Regions from separate parts of the Callithrix jacchus genome. Here region 1 is linked to region 2. A link is a contact called in public Hi-C data. All regions are on one chromosome and are shown on one strand. Each heading gives the region's core, a stretch centred on a gene start, on an enhancer-like site or on the middle of the called end of the contact. The rest is flanking DNA. Distances are from core to core; before and after follow the strand shown.

The links. Hi-C and Micro-C count contacts between places; a contact is called where the count stands out from the background.
Region 1: a contact with region 2 is called in a Hi-C map of induced pluripotent stem cells, with 4 times the contacts expected there. The contact joins the enhancer-like site here to the promoter of SEMA4A in region 2. A contact is called at or near these places in 3 of 3 Hi-C or Micro-C datasets (induced pluripotent stem cells and skeletal muscle).

Annotation. Positions count from the first base shown.
Region 1 is chr18:16,609,274-16,612,679 of calJac240_pri, forward strand. All of the region lies in intron 1 of PMF1 (polyamine modulated factor 1), which reads left to right. Among named protein-coding and RNA genes, the nearest start is that of PMF1, 8.1 kb to the left of the region's middle. Within about 2 kb of position 1,383, at least 5 of the 16 cell types and tissues checked have an H3K27ac peak or open chromatin away from gene starts, as enhancers often do.
Region 2 is chr18:16,540,154-16,543,519 of calJac240_pri, forward strand. SEMA4A (semaphorin 4A) reads left to right here and starts at 1,944. Exons shown (of 17, transcript XM_054247614.2): 1 at 1,944-2,001.

The sequences.
Region 1 (3,406 bases), core at 133-2,632, 69 kb after region 2:
GTCAGTTTGAGAGGGTAGATTTTATGAAGCACCCCAAAGTGATGAAAGATTATTGGCCACGCTGGGCTTTCAGATCCCGTGGATCCACACCCTGCTGTCTTCCTTTAAGACATCTTCCTTTAAGGTATCTTGTCTTGGCTGAGGCAAAGACTCCCCAGTACGTTCTCTCTCAGGCTTCAGAGCAGAGAAACATGGCCCTGTTGGAGCCTACCCTTTGTAACCTCTGTTCTCTGGAAATGAAGAGTACTTTTCTATCCCTATGGCCTCCTGAGCCATGTGAAAACCATTCTCCCGTTGAGCTAAAGCAAGCAGACAAGGGTGCTTCCTTTTTGTGTTTTGTTACAAACCGAAAGGCACCAGGAGAGTCAGTCGGTTAGAGGCATCGTTAGTGGGGCTCAGAATGTGGACTATTCAGAGAGAAGCTGGGTCTGCTACAGCTGCTTACAGCACCCTGGCAGCTGTGCCGCATGTGCTGGTTTATGGGGGCTAAGGGAGCAAGAGACCTTTGACAGTTCCTTTTTTTTTTTCTTGAGACAGAGTCTCGTTCTGTCATGCAGGCTGGAGTGCAGTGGCTTGATCTCTACTCACTGCAACCTCCACTCCTGGGATCAAGCAATTCTCCTGCCTCAGCCTCCCAAGTAGCTGGGATTATAGGCGTTCGCCACCACGCCTGGCTAATTTGGTGTTTTTAGTAGAGATGGGGTTTCTCTGTGTTGGTCAGGCTGGTCTTGAACTCCCGACTTCAGGTGATCCACCCGCCTTGGCCTCCCAAAGTGCTGGGATTACAGGTGTGAGCCACTGTGCCTGGCCAACAGTTCTTTAACTCTTAGATGCCATACTTAGAGATGGCCTTGTGGTCCAGTCTTCTGGCCTGGGATATGCCGCACGTGGTAAGACACGTAAAGTGACTTAAAGTCTACCTCTGACAGTGACCAAGAGCAGAAAGCTAACTGCATTTGTAATGAACTCATCGAGTTTTAAACTAGTGGCGAAGACTGTTGGTGTTCATAGGAAATAGTTCGTCACAGGAAAAAAGGGTGGTTTAATATATAAACTATTCTGCCTGTAAATGCCTCAGAAATATCTCATCCTCTCTGAATGTGCAGGCGACGTGTGCTACTGGTGGTGATTTGTTTCTGAAGGGTGGGCATGAGTCATCAGACTGTGGTGTGTGGCTCCAGGCCTGGCATGCTCATACTCTCTCCTCCGCATGTTTCCAGACCATCCACCTCTTTCTGTCCCTGCCGTTTCTGCCTTGCTCTGGGCTGTTGTCATCTCAGCTGTGCTTCCTGAGTCCACCCCCACACAGCAGCCGAGTGTGCGTCCTAAGGTGTAGATCTGTTCATATCACATCTCTGCTTCAGACCCTTTTCTAGCTCCTCTCACCATGATACATCCACGCTCTAGACTCTGTGTCTGGCCCGGCATGGAGGCCACCACAGCCAGATAGCCTGGATTGAGTCCACCTGGCTCCATCACATGCTGGTTGTGTGTGACCTTGGGCAGGCTTCTCTCTGCCTCAGCTTCCTCGTCTGAAAGATAGGGGTGATGATGATAGAACCCATCTCATAAGGTCATGGTAAGGATTCAATGAGTCATGTAGAGTCCATAGACAGGTGCTGGCACTAGGCAGTCCTTGGTTTCCGGTTATTACTTCATCTTCACACACATGCACATATATGCACACACACACACACACACACACACACACACCCCGCCCTTCAGCTACACTGCCTGAGCTTACTACATGCTGCTCTTCTCCTGTCCTGTAGCCAGCTCCTGCTTCTTTCTCTGACATTGCTTCCTGTAGGGGGCCTTCCCTGAGCCCTTGCTAGGACCCCATGCTGTCTCGTACTCATTTTCCTGAAGGCTGATCTGCAATGCCTTTGACGGCAGGAATTGTACTGTTTCCTTTGGGTTTGTACCACCGAACTTGGCCTGGTACCTGGTCGGTGCTCAGTAAGTGTGTTCAATGAATACAATTATCCTGCTGGCTTTTTTTTTTTTTTTTTTTTTGAGACAGAGTCTTGCTCCGTTGTTGAGCTCAGCTCACTGCAACCTCCGCCTTCTGGGTTCAGGCAGTGCTCCTGTCTCAGCCTCCCGAGTAGCTGGGACTACAGGCGCGCACCACCATGCCCAGCTAATTTTTTTTTTTTTTTTTTTGAGACGGAGTTTTGCTCTTGTTACCCAGGCTGGAGTGCAATGGCGCCATCTCGGCTCACCGCAGTCTCCGCCTCCTGGGTTCAGGCAATTCTCCTGCCTCAGCCTCCTGAGCAGCTGGGATTACAGGCACGCGCCACCGTGCCCAGCTAATTTTTTGTAATTTTAGTAGAGACGGGGTTTCACCATGTTGACCAAGATGGTCTCGATCTGTTGACCTCGTGATCCACCCGCCTCGGCCTCCCAAAGTGCTGGGATTACAGGCTTGAGCCACCGTGCCCGGCCCCTGCTGGCATTTTTTATTGTCATGCTAGTATTTATCAAACCACAAGGCTTTCTCTATCTTTTTCAGGAAAAGTATCCCAATTTCAGATTTTTAAAGTTTTACAGCAGTTTCCAAAGGAAGAAGCTGAACAATAAAAGGTTAAGTTAGTCCAAGAGACCAAATCTGGCCGGGCATGGTGGCTCAAGCCTGTAATCCCAGCACTTTGGGAGGCCGAGGCGGGTGGATCACAAGGTCAAGAGTTCTAGACCATTCTGGTCAACATGGTGAAACCCCCATCTCTACTAAAAATACAAAAAATTAGCTGGGCATGGTGGCGCGTGCCTGTAATCCCAGCTACTCAGGAGGCTGAGGCAGGAGAATTGCCTGAACCCAGGAGGCGGAGGTTGCGGTGAGCTGAGATTGCACCATTGCACTCCATCCTGGGTAACAAGAGGAAAACTCTGTCTCGAAAAAAAAAAAAGAGAGACCAAATAACCTAAAGATATAATTAAGATTAATTTTAAGTATTTATTTATTTATTTATTTTTTGAGACGGAGTTTTGCTCTTGTTACCCAGGCTGGAGTACAATGGCGCCATCTCAGCTCACCGCAACCTCTGCCTCCTGGGGTCAGGCAATTCTCCTGCCTCAGCCTACTGAGTAGCTGGGATTACAGGCATGCGCCACCATGCCCAGCTAATTTTTTGTATTTTTAGTAGAGACGGGGTTTCACCATGTTGACCAGGATAGTCTCGATCTCTTGACCTCGTGATCCACCTGCCTTGGCCTCCCAAAGTGCTGGGATTACAGGCATGAGCCACTGCGCCCGGCCTTAAATATTTATTTTTAATGGACACATTATAATTGTACTTATTTACAGGGTGCATATCAATGTTGTATAATGATCCAGTCGGGGTAATTAGCATGTCCTCTCATGGGTTGATCATTTCTTTGTGTTGAGAACCTTCACAAGCCTCTCTTC
Region 2 (3,366 bases), core at 694-3,193:
GCTGATGCTATCGTCTGATAGGGGATGTTGCTTATACTATTGCTCTGAGGGAGCACATCTTAAGTATTTTCAAATAAAGATGTGAAGTTCGAGGTAGGTATTTTTCCAGTGTTCTAACTTTTCTAGAATTAGGTTAATAAGCTTTTGTCGTGCCTTTAACTTTTGTTACATAGAGATTTAAAGAAAAAGAAAGCAGTACCTCAGTATGTACTGCATCCTTCCTTTCATCAGCCACCCTTTTATTTCCCTTCCATTCTTAATTTGGCTTTCTTCCTTCCCTGTCTGCCTTCTGCACTTTGTACGTATTTCAAGTAAATGCCTAGACTCAGAAATGGAATCGCTCAATGTGAGCACATTTTTTTTTTAATTTTTGTTTGTTTGTTTTGAGACGGAGTCTTGCTCTTTCGCCCAGGCTGGAGTGCAATGGCATGACCTAGGCTCACTACAACCTCCGCCTCCCAGGTTCAAGTGAGTCTCCTCTCTCAGCCTCCCGAGCAGCTGGGATTATAGGTGCACACCACCACACCCGGCTACTTTATTTATTTATTTTTTTTTTTGAGACAAGTTCTCACCATGTCGTCCAGGCTGGAGTACAGTGGCTATTCACAGGCTTGATCATAGCACACAGCAGCCTTGCGTTCCTGGCAGCATCCCAAGTAGCTGGAACCGCAGGCAAGCGCAGCCACCAAGCCCAGCTATGGGAGCACTTTTGCAGAACCTGAGACCTATCGCCAAGTATCATCCAAGAGACTGGAACTAATTTTCACTTTCACCACTAGTGGGCAGCTTATTACCATTCTCATTTTAATCAAGGTGGCGGAGAACCAGGGAGGGAAGAGGTTTACCCCAAGTCACCCAGGACTCCAGATCCTCAGAAAATACCGTGGCAACTCAGGATACTGTGGGAGGACCCAGGAGGGCCTTGCAGAGGAAAGGGTTGTTTGGGCATGTGGAAATGAGAACTATCCTGGAAGAGTACATCTTCCAGGTGGGAGATCCAGCACCAGCAGAAACGTGGAGAAAGGCCGAGTCCAGGCTGACTGGGGAAAAGCACCCCCCCAATCCTCCTGCACTAAAGGATTGAGAGGGGTCTACAGTACCCTGTGGGGAGCGTGAAATTAATTCCAGGGCCCTGGGAAGTCAGGGAGCATTGGGAGTAGAGGAGTGATATGAGAATTGAGGTTCTATCTTCCGTTTCTATTTATTTGTCCCTCTCTTCTGCCGTGGGCTTCTCTCAGCTGCCCCAGACCCTCCTGGCGTAACTAAGTCATTTTCCTTTTCCATATCACAATCCCGACAGCTCATCAGAGGGAGCAGGTGAGCCAGGGTCCTCCGCAGAGCCTCGGTGCCCCCTTGTTCTGTGTCCAGAGGGGCAGAGAAAATAAGACTTGGAGAGGCAACTGGGAGGGAAGGTGCTGCCTACACCCACTGACTGACTCTGGCGTGCTGGCCTCCCCCCGCCTTCGGGGGCCAGGACTCAGGCCCTTTCACTCCTTGGGCTGATTCTCCGTGCCTAGTACCAGGCAGTGCCAGCTGGCAGCTCTCACCGGAGACTGAGGTGGCACGCATATGGAGGGAGGAGGGGAGGAAGTGGGCAGGGGCCCAAAGGGAACAAGGGCCAGGATCCGAGGAGGTGGAGTCAGAAGCTGGGTGGCCAGCATGGGGGTCTCATGGGATGAGGAAAAATCGAGGCAAAGAACCTTGGGGGCTTCCAGGGGAGGAGGGGAGGTATCAGGTGGTCCCCACTCTGGCTCCCCTGCCCCTGGAAAGTCCAGTCCTCTCCCCACCACCTACTTTCCTCTACACTCAACCCCTTAAGCTGCCCCTGGCTAATTCTCCTTGGTCCCTTTAAGAGCTGCCTGGGAACTGGGGCACTGGAGGGGGCTGGCAGGGTCCCTACCCCCTCCCTGCCATGCCTGCCCCAGCTCCACCCCCTGTCCGGTGCAGACTCTGCTGGAAGTCTTGGACGCCTGGGTTAGGGTCTCCACTTCTGGGCTGGGGGTAAGGCTTAAACGTGGTGGGAAGTGGGACTGTGGTCCCTGGTGTGGGAGGGAGGGGTGGGATGCCAGGACCCTGGGACTATGGACATGGAGTGTCTGTGTGTCAACTCCAATGGACAATGCAGGGGGTGGTCCTCTGGCCTCAAATCGGGGAGAGGCAGCCTCAGGGATCTCGAGGAGCATATCCTAAGGAGCAGGATGCCTGGGTCTCCTCCCTCCACTCCCCCATATCATTTCCCCAAGACCATTTTCTAAATTCCGTCAGCTGTGCCTTGCTCCCCTGCAATCAAAGACACAGCGCCCCCAACACCCCATCTTTCCACGGGTAGGGAAATTGAGGCTAGACAAACTAGAGGAAATAGAATTATGTATACTACAGCAGGAGAAATAGAGATTAGCTTGTGGAAAGGCTCTCTCTCCCCTCTCCACTACACAGAACTGCAAACAGGAGGCCTGGGTGTCCAGCTGACATCAGCGAGTTTCTAACTGTGGCTATGGCCACCACCCTAGACTATGTCCCAACTCTCTCATCAAGACCATTTAGGTCTTTCTGGAAGTTTGGACTCTCATATGGCAAGGCCAAGGGAGGTCCCTGAAGTCTGGCTGGGTGACCTGGATTGAAGTGGGGCCAGGTGGGATCTGTAGGCTCCCGCATTCCCTTGGGTTATTTCAGAAATGCAGCTCCTTCCTTCTCTGCTACAGAGACTGGGTCCAATTCCCCTAAAAGGGAAGAATATAGGGGCAGGGACCCAAGGATGTTCAATGGGGGTGTGAGGGCTTCCTGCTTCCTTCCTGTTACCACACTAGTTCAGGGTCCTCTACACCCCACCATCTTAATCTCAATTTCTCCCCATGCTGCCATGTGTCTCAGTCCGAGGGGAGAGAGGCCTGGACAAGCAGGCCCTCTCTGAGTCCCCACGGCCAAGGTGCAGAGGGGCAGTGAGGTGGAGGGTCAGGAAGCAGTGGGGACATGGTGTCCCTGCTCAGGGTCCACTTCTGCTTTGAGTGCATGCCATGCCCTTCTTGCCTCGCCCCAAGGCTAATGCTCAACCACCACTCCAACTGAGACCTAAAGAGGAACCAGTCTTGGTCCATAAAACCCTCTACCCGGGGCAGATACCGGCACATTCATTTCCTTCCTCTTATAGTTACTATGAAGCCTGCTGGAGCCAAGCTGCTCCCAGGTGGGCTGAAAAGCCATTATTTTACCAAGGTGAGGCAGAGAGGGCAAGTGCCCTGCCCGGCTCACACAGCAGGCTACAGGCCTCCAGGCCTGGGACCCAAGACCCTTGTCCCAGAATCATGGTGCCTTTTCTAGTGCCCCTGCCAACTGAGAGAGGAAAGCCTGGAAGGGACTTTTTTTTCT